2 separate regions of the Mus musculus genome follow, and region 1 is linked to region 2. The links are chromatin contacts, called in public Hi-C maps. All regions are on one chromosome and are shown on one strand. Each heading gives the region's core, a stretch centred on a gene start, on an enhancer-like site or on the middle of the called end of the contact. The rest is flanking DNA. Distances are from core to core; before and after follow the strand shown.

The links. Hi-C and Micro-C count contacts between places; a contact is called where the count stands out from the background.
Region 1: a Hi-C map of liver shows a contact between it and region 2, with 3 times the contacts expected there. The contact joins two enhancer-like sites. A contact is called at or near these places in 2 of 484 Hi-C or Micro-C datasets (bone marrow-derived macrophages and liver), 2 of 115 datasets of contacts at active chromatin or transcription factors (both in embryonic stem cells) and 1 of 9 other capture datasets (liver).

The regions. Positions count from the first base shown.
Region 1 is chr14:30,308,839-30,312,983 of GRCm38.p6, forward strand. The region is part of intron 3 of Cacna1d (calcium channel, voltage-dependent, L type, alpha 1D subunit); the gene reads right to left. Among named protein-coding and RNA genes, the nearest start is that of Cacna1d, 43 kb to the right of the region's middle. Within about 2 kb of position 2,728, at least 13 of the 459 cell types and tissues checked have an H3K27ac peak or open chromatin away from gene starts, as enhancers often do. A contact at or near this core is called in liver, where this site is marked.
Region 2 is chr14:29,994,930-29,998,786 of GRCm38.p6, forward strand. Il17rb (interleukin 17 receptor B) reads right to left here. Exons shown (of 11, transcript NM_019583.3): 10 at 3,080-3,175; 11 at 1,239-2,260. The coding sequence ends at 1,695. It also overlaps a transcript of Actr8 not described here. Among named protein-coding and RNA genes, the nearest start is that of Mir6947, 8.0 kb to the left of the region's middle. Within about 2 kb of position 1,297, at least 34 of the 459 cell types and tissues checked have an H3K27ac peak or open chromatin away from gene starts, as enhancers often do. A contact at or near this core is called in liver, where this site is marked.

The DNA.
Region 1 (4,145 bases), core at 1,478-3,977, 320 kb after region 2:
GTTTTACTCTCGATTTTATTATGCTATTTCAAAACTAATCATGGGCATTTTTATTTTTATTATAAACATCTTAGAGGAGATGTGGTCTGAGTAGTGAGATTAATAGGTAATATTTGAATTTCTCCTTTATGTATTTTTGTTTTGTTTTTCGAGACAAGGTTTCTCTGTGTAGCCCTGGCTGTCCTGGAACTCACTCTGTAGACCAGGCTGGCCTCGAACTCAGAAATCCGCCTGCCTCTTCTCCTTTATGTATTAATAATAAGAATTTTAAAAGACACAAAGTCAAAAGCTGGAGTTTAAAAAGTAATCATATACAAATACATATTAGGGCAAAACTTCCTTACCATTTAGTCTCTGGATTGGCAAACTCTATCTTAAAGAACCAGATGGTAAATATTTTACACAGCTACTTGGTTCCACCACTTTTTTTTTATTAGGTATTTTCTTTATTTACATTACAAATGCTATCCCAAAAGTCTGCTATACCCTCCCCCAGCCCTGCTCCCCTACCCACTCATTCCCACTTCTTGGCCCTGGCTTTCCCCTGTACTGGGGCTTATAAAGTTTGCTAGACCAAGGGGCCTCTCTTCTCACTGATGGCCAACTAGGCCATCTTCTGCTACATATGCAGCTAGAGACAGGAGCTCTGGGGGTACTGATTAGTTCATAATGTTGTTCCACCTATAGGGTTGCAGACCCCTTCAGCTCTTGGGTACTTTTTCTAGCTCCTACATTGGAGGCTCTGTGTTCCACCACTTCTGAAGGACAGAAGCCATGCACACTATATAAATGAGGGAGTGGGGCTATGTCCCAGGAAAACAACTTGGAGACATGGAAATGTGACATTTTTACAAGTCACTATATTATTCTTCTCTGGATCTTTGCTCAAAGGTTTAAAACTATACTAACGCCATCCTTAGCTCTTAGGGTATATCAGAATAAGGCTGGGGCTGGGGGCTAATGTCTCCCAAGTGTCACATGTCTCATGTCCTTTGGACCTTCTGGTCTGGAGATAAGCATCTAGAATACATGGATGGCCCCGTGCTTATGTCTCTTAAACCGGTAGCTCCCATGCATTTCAACAAGCCTCTGTGAAAAATCACTACCACATGTTAACAGGACTGTTTGTAATTATTTCATTAGAGATAGAATCTACTTTCTCAATTAAAAAAAAAAAAATGGTCAGGAAGACACGAATTTGCTTCAAGCCATGCCAAGTTCAGCTCTAAAAAATGACCAGAGCAAGAGAGAACTCTTTGACTCTTAACCCCCCTCTATTATTAAGTATATGACTTAAGCCTTCAAATCTTTTGCAAATAAAGGAAAAAAAAGGGGAAATCCAAACCTTTTCTGTCCTTTTTCCGAGTCATGAGTCCTCTCAAAAGTTTCCGAAAAACAAAAGAGTTACAAGCCCGGAGGCTCCAGAAGCATGCTCTGCACATGTCGTCGTAGGTCCAGCAAAAGCAAAAAGCAACACCAACAAATAAGAGCCGAGGACCCTCGAGGAGGCCTTCAAGGCAGGCCTTATCAAAGGGCTTATCTGCTGCAAAGACTCAGGGAGCACGGACTGCATGCTCCCCCACCTGAGCCTCACTGCCACCCACCAAGCAGGCTGCTCACTGCCCTTGGAGTGCCAGTGAGGCAGGCTCAGGAATACAGACCCGCCTGTGTGTGCGCTAAGACTCAAGATTCTAGAAACAAGCTTCCTAGTTGATCTTTTTAAAAGTTCATTTTTATTCGTTTTTAATTATTTGTGTATATGCTGGGGGTTAGGTATGCGCATGTGAGCATAGGTGCTCACAAAGTCCAGAAGAGGGTATTGGAATCCCCCCGGAACTAGAATTATAGGCAGTTGTGAGATGCCAAACATGGGTACTGGGAACCCAACTTGGGTCCTCTGCAAATGAGGTATGTGCTCTTAACCACTGAGCCATCTCTCTAGCCATGCTATTTGATAACCTTTGAGGAAGGTGGGAAGGGAATCTGCTTCTAAGATGTAGTTTTACAGAGCATGATAAGTCATGTCTGTAATCCTAGCACTTGAAAGGCTGGGGCAGGAGAGTGGCCACAACAAGTTCAAGACTGAGATGCAGAATGAGACTCTGAGCTACACAGTGAGGTTGTATCTCAAGAGGTAAAATAAGTTGAAAAATAAAGTAACAAAATATAGTTTCTCTTTTCCAGAAAAGGAATAGGTATATGTGGCCCTGACTATGTCAAGGTCTTCCGATGTAACTGCCCTGCTTCCATCTGACTTCTATGGCCAATAAAAGAGGATTTTAAGCCATTCCTTCACACCCCAGTCTGGCAAGAGGAGAATCCTGGTTTGCTCTCTGCAACCTCAAAAGCAACACCATGTTCTAACCCCACTAGGAAGGAAACATTAAGACGATCCATCAGTGCAGAGCTGTAGCTGATGGCCCTGCGTGCGAGCCTCTTCTACACGGGAGGTAGAGCCTGTCGGTCAGTTTTCACCCACAGGTCAAGAGGCGAGAATTCGGAGCCAAAAATAGATTTTATTTGCCTTTCAGCGGAAGTGCCAGGCAAATACCACATAATCTGTCCTAATGCAGGACCCTCTGCATCCTGTGGCTCTGCTCCAAATGCCCAGCACAAGGGAAGGTTTCCTTCCCGTGCCTTTCAAGAAGGCAACCGACCCATAGGCCAGGAGAGGCTCTGCTTGCATCAGCAAGGTACTCGTGAGAGAGTTCAGGTGTCATGTGCCAGGTTAGGAGTGCCACTTTGCCAGAGCAGCAAGTTGAAAGGGCAACGACAATGATGCATGACCCTAGAGGTCACCACTGGCTCTTGTCTAAATGAGTGTGACAGAATGCTCTTTCAGTTCCTCCAACCCCCCACCCCACACACACACACACACACACTCAAATGAGCATGCCCAGACACAGGGCATGCAGAGGGAAAAGTGCCAACGTATTTGAGTGATCTGTGTCAGAGAAAGAACAAGGACACTGAGAGACACATGCAGGACAGAGAGACACTTTGAGCCAAGGCCCAAAGGCAAAGAGACAGAGAAAACATTAATGAGTAGAAAAACAAATGTCCTGAAGGGAGTTGGCACAACTAGATATTTGCAAATAGTTGGGCCCTGTGCTGACAGCCAAGTCTCTTACTAATATGTGTATGAAGAGACACGCTGATATTAAAATAAACGTATTATGTATTTAATTATACCAACTGGAGTTCGTGGCGTGAAGGAACAGATGCTTGGAGTGGAAGGATAATGAACACAGAGATGAGAGGGATGGGAGGAGAACCCGCAGGCGCCCGGGTACAGAACGGAGGTGAGAAGGACGCAGGCGCGCTGAGCATGATGGGAAGGAAGCCTAGAAGCAGGTCCTAAAAAAGCCCACTGTGTCAATGAGGGTGAGTGAGGCTACGAAAAGTGAGCTACAGAGGTGAGACGCTCACCCACTGCCCCTCGAGCCCCACAGGAGGCAGAGGGTGTGTAAGCCACGTCCCTGTACCCCCAGGGACTTGGAGGGAAGGCAGGAGAAGTGGAAGGGACAGAATGAGAACAGGCCCTAATGACGCTCTAGATTTACAAGGCCGGGAGAGATAAAATTGGATAAGATAAAGCTTAAGCCAGCAATTTGGAAAGAAAAGCAATCAGCTGAATTACAGAAAGCAATAGCCACAGGAGGGGAGGGGTGGGGAAGGGAGGGGAGGGGAGGGGGAGGGGAGGGGAGGGGAGGGGAGGGGAGGGGAGGATAAGGGGAGGGGTGAGCAAGGCCAGCTCACATACTCTACCTCCTCCCCCAAAACTTCTGGAAATAACTCAAGCATTCTCTAGGGGCCACTCCAAAGACCTGAGGGATCGAAGGTACTTTCCTTGTTAGTTTATGTCTGTGAAATCAATGGGAGGAGGTTCTCCGATGCCTTATACAAAGAATCCATCCTACAGAAGGGGACCCTGCTCTCTGCACACAGTTCACAGCACCCACAGTGTAGGCGTATGCATGCAACCTTTTGATGTTATGAATCAACATTGTCATCTACAAAAGTCACACGTGAGAACAACTCAATTGAGGCACACAAAAAAAAAAATCGCAATGCACCCTTATATTGTGGGCCATTAAATGGCTCCAGGGGTGAGGGAATTTACCCTGCAAGCCTGGTGACCTGAG
Region 2 (3,857 bases), core at 47-2,546:
TCTACATTAAGAAAAAGCTGCTTTGAGAACGTAAGGAGCTAGAAGATTCAAGACCTAGCAAGGCTGTATACTGTTCCTGCTTGTTCTGGTTGGGGGTTTATTTTAGATTTAAATTAAGATTTATTTACATTGGGGTATAGCTAGATAGCGAATCAGTTAAGAGCATTTGTTCTTGCAGGAGACTGGGATTGGATTCCCAGAGTCCACATGGTGGCTCACATCTGTTCCTAATTCCAGTTCCAGGGCATCCGGCACCCTCGCCTGACCTCAGGCACCAAGCACATGTGGTACACAGACATACATGCAAGCAAAGTCCTGCTGTATATAAAATGTCTTTGTAAAATGCATGGAGAGTGGCCTGGGAAGCCAGAGAGGGTTATCAGATCCCTTTGACACTGGAGTTAAGGTGGCTATAAACAGCTATGTGGTTGCTGGAAACCGAACCAAGTCCTCTGGAAGAGCAGCCAGCGCTCTAAGCCTCGGAGCCACCTCTCCAGTTCTTGGTGGGTTTTTATTTACGCAATTAGTTATAGAAAAAGATATATTACTTAAAGAGAGTTGATCTCACTTGAAGAATTAGTTTTGACTTGAATAGGAAATGTTATGTAATAACCAAGAACTCTGCGAACTTCAATAGTGGACAGGTAACTGGACAAAAGTAGACACTGGATTTATAGGTAGCAACTTGTGTTTGTTTGGGACAGAGCCTCACTCTGTCTCTGGCTGGCCTCACACACCCAGAGGTCCTCCTGCCTCTTCCACTTGAGTGCTGGGATTAAAGGTATGTGCCACGTGCCACCACATCCAGCTGGTGATGTGGGGCTTTGGTTGATTGGTTAGTTTTTTTGGTTTTTCCAAGACAGGGTTTCTCTGTGTAGCCCTGGCTGTCCTGGAACTCACTCTGTAGACCAAGCTGACCTTGAACTCAGAAATCCGCCTGCCTCTGCCTCCCGAGTGCTGGGATTAAAGGCGTGTGCCACCACCGCCCTGCTGGTGATATGCTTGCATATTCACTTAGAGAGTCACCCGTGGGAGACTGAGGTGTAATTCAGTGTCAGAGCATTTGTCTAGTGTGCATAATACCCTGGGTTCAGTTCCTAGCCCTTCTAAGATAAAAGGTAAAGGTTACCTGTCCAAAAGTTTGGCAAGGGAAAGCACTGTCCCAACAGCAAACAGTACAGTGGTTACACATAAACTGGATCATCTGGTCAGGCAGAGTGTCTGCTTGTGTGTGTAATAGGCTTCTTCTCTTAGGAAGCTACACATTAGTGAGAGCCTCCCAAACGGATTATTCATTAACAGATTAAAATGTTACAAAACGGTCTACGTGCAGCATAGAGCATGGGCAGTGCAAGACAGACCCAACCTGACAGACAGCCTGACAGGGAAGTGCCGTATTACCTCATGGCCAGAGTGCGTGGTTCTCAGTGATAATCATTACCCAGCTTTGGGTATATCCCAAATGTAGGTCCCACTCATTATTGTCTGTAACTGTGTTGTCTTCATAAATCCAGCCAATGACTAGCCTCAGGCGTGTATGCTCAGGTTGACTTTGCAAACTCCAGTTTTAAAGCAAGTTTGTACATAGCACTACCTCCACACAGCCTCTCCCACACATTTCAGAGTCGTCACACAGCATTTGTCACTGGAAGGGAGAGTAGGAAGGCTTCAGAGTCTCTATTCCCCCGGGTGGACTACAAGGGTGAACAGCTATCATGGCAGGCTTGTGAGCGTTTCTTCACTGACATGCTCTGCGTAGCCTTGAGAAGTTCTGTGTGGAAAGCTGTGGCGTCCTTCATGAGATGATATTGGGGGCAGACACTCAGGGCATTATAGTCGCCTTTGAGGTCTGCTCCCCCAAGATAGACCACCAGGTATTTGTGCAGATGCGTCTGGCTGCTGAAATCACTACAAAAGAGGTTAAAGGCAAGAGGGAACAGATCCTGAGAGTTCTCCCTGGCGCTGCCCTCATTGTGGCCACAGGCACTGTCACAAAGGGTCGGGACGTCACTGGGAAGAAGGAAGACCACTTTATCTGCCGCTTGCTTCTGAGTGGTCAGCCACTGTACCGGCCCCATCTCGGCGATTTTCTTTTTCTGCCATTTTTCAAGGATGACCTCACTTCTGCAGTAGTTTTGAAGAAAGTCAGTGAAGCGACAGACGGTGTGATGGAAACATATCTCAGAAGGATAAACCACCAGGACCTTAATGAGGGGCAGGAGCATGGTGGAAATAGGAAAGGACGTCTTCGTGCTCCTTCCTGGAGGAGAAGGGGGGGACTTTGTTAACTGTGTGACAGATAGCAGGCCTTTACAGTAGTCTAAAACTACTAAAGGCTCCCCACCAGACTGTCAGCCAGATCAGGGTCAGAGCTTTGTTCCCGACAGGAGAAAAGGTCCTTGATAGTCCTTTTGAATACCTGAAACACTGATGCTTGAATCTTAAAAGCACTTGAAAAGATGTATTTTTAAGTCCTTATCAACAAATCAGCCTTCATAGTCAAGCCCTGTTCTTTTCAGATAAACTCAGCAGCTGCTGAGGTTTGAGGTCACTGTGTTTAAAGCAAGCTGCTGAAACTTCTGTACTGTGACACAGATGTGACCTCTACTTATCATTTTAGGAGTTGGGTCAACTGTGATTTGTACCATTTTCTCCCTGCAGGTGGTAGGGTTCTTCTACCCCTATGAAGTTCAGCCACACCCTGTGCACCACAGCAAGACTATGTAGAAAGCTACTGTAACCCTGTAGTAGCATGGCACCAACAGCATCCTCTAGATGCAGATATTCCTGAGGTGAAAGTTCATGTGGCTTTCTTAGCTTAAAAGTACGGAGTTAATCTTTGGCCATGACATAGGAATAACTCCCAGGGTACACTAAGAGCTTCTTTTTGGTTTTTTGAGACAGATCCTCATGTAGCTCAAGCTAGCCTTGAACAGTAATTCATAACATCCTTGGACCCCTGACCCCACTTCCTCTTCCTCTCAGGGCCTCAGAGTGCAGGTTTATGCCAGATTTCTTTTTCTACATATGCAGATAGGATCTCATTAGAGGGTCTTCAGAAAGTGACCACCACCCTTACCTTGCCTCCAAGTTAGGTAGATCCCAGCTGCCAGCACCCACACAGCCACCAGCAGCACCAGGAAGAGAGGCAGCCAGCCTCCCAGCATGCGTCTGTCTGCAGGAAACAGCTCAGTCACCCTTTGTAAACAGATTCTTTTACTCTCCTTGGAAGTTTAGACCTTGCAAACCAAGGGCTGGAAGGTCTTGGGGGGAGGGAGGGATCTGCTGATTAAGGGTTCTTTGCCAGTATCCAGATCTCTTCCAAAAAATGTATTATTGTGTAATGAATGATGGTTCAGCCATCACAGGCTAGGCTCACAACACTGACAACAAAAGTAGTAGTGTGATGTGTGCAAGCGCAGGCCCTCGTGCCACAGCGTATGCGTGGTAGGCAGCTTTGGATATGCGCTCTTTCCTTTGACCATGGGTTCCAGGAGAGATCCAACCCAGGTTGTAAAACGTGTGTAGCAAGTGACTGTCCCCACTGAGTAACTCACCAGCGTTCTCCCTGGATTCTCAACAGGAACTGGGAGCCCTTCTCTAAACTCAGGCTTCTAGTCCTCAAGCACACGAATTAGCACTGTGGCAACTAGAGTTTGAACACTCGAGTTTTGTCATTTGAAGAATTTCTGATCCTCGGGATGAACTTATATACATAATACACATACACATATATATATACACATACACACACACACGTGTACCCACATAGAAGTCAGGGTCCTAGGGTAATTATCAAAAGCTTATTTGGCTGACTCTTGTCTTTCGGCCCCACCCATGGGCTAGGTTCAGAACAT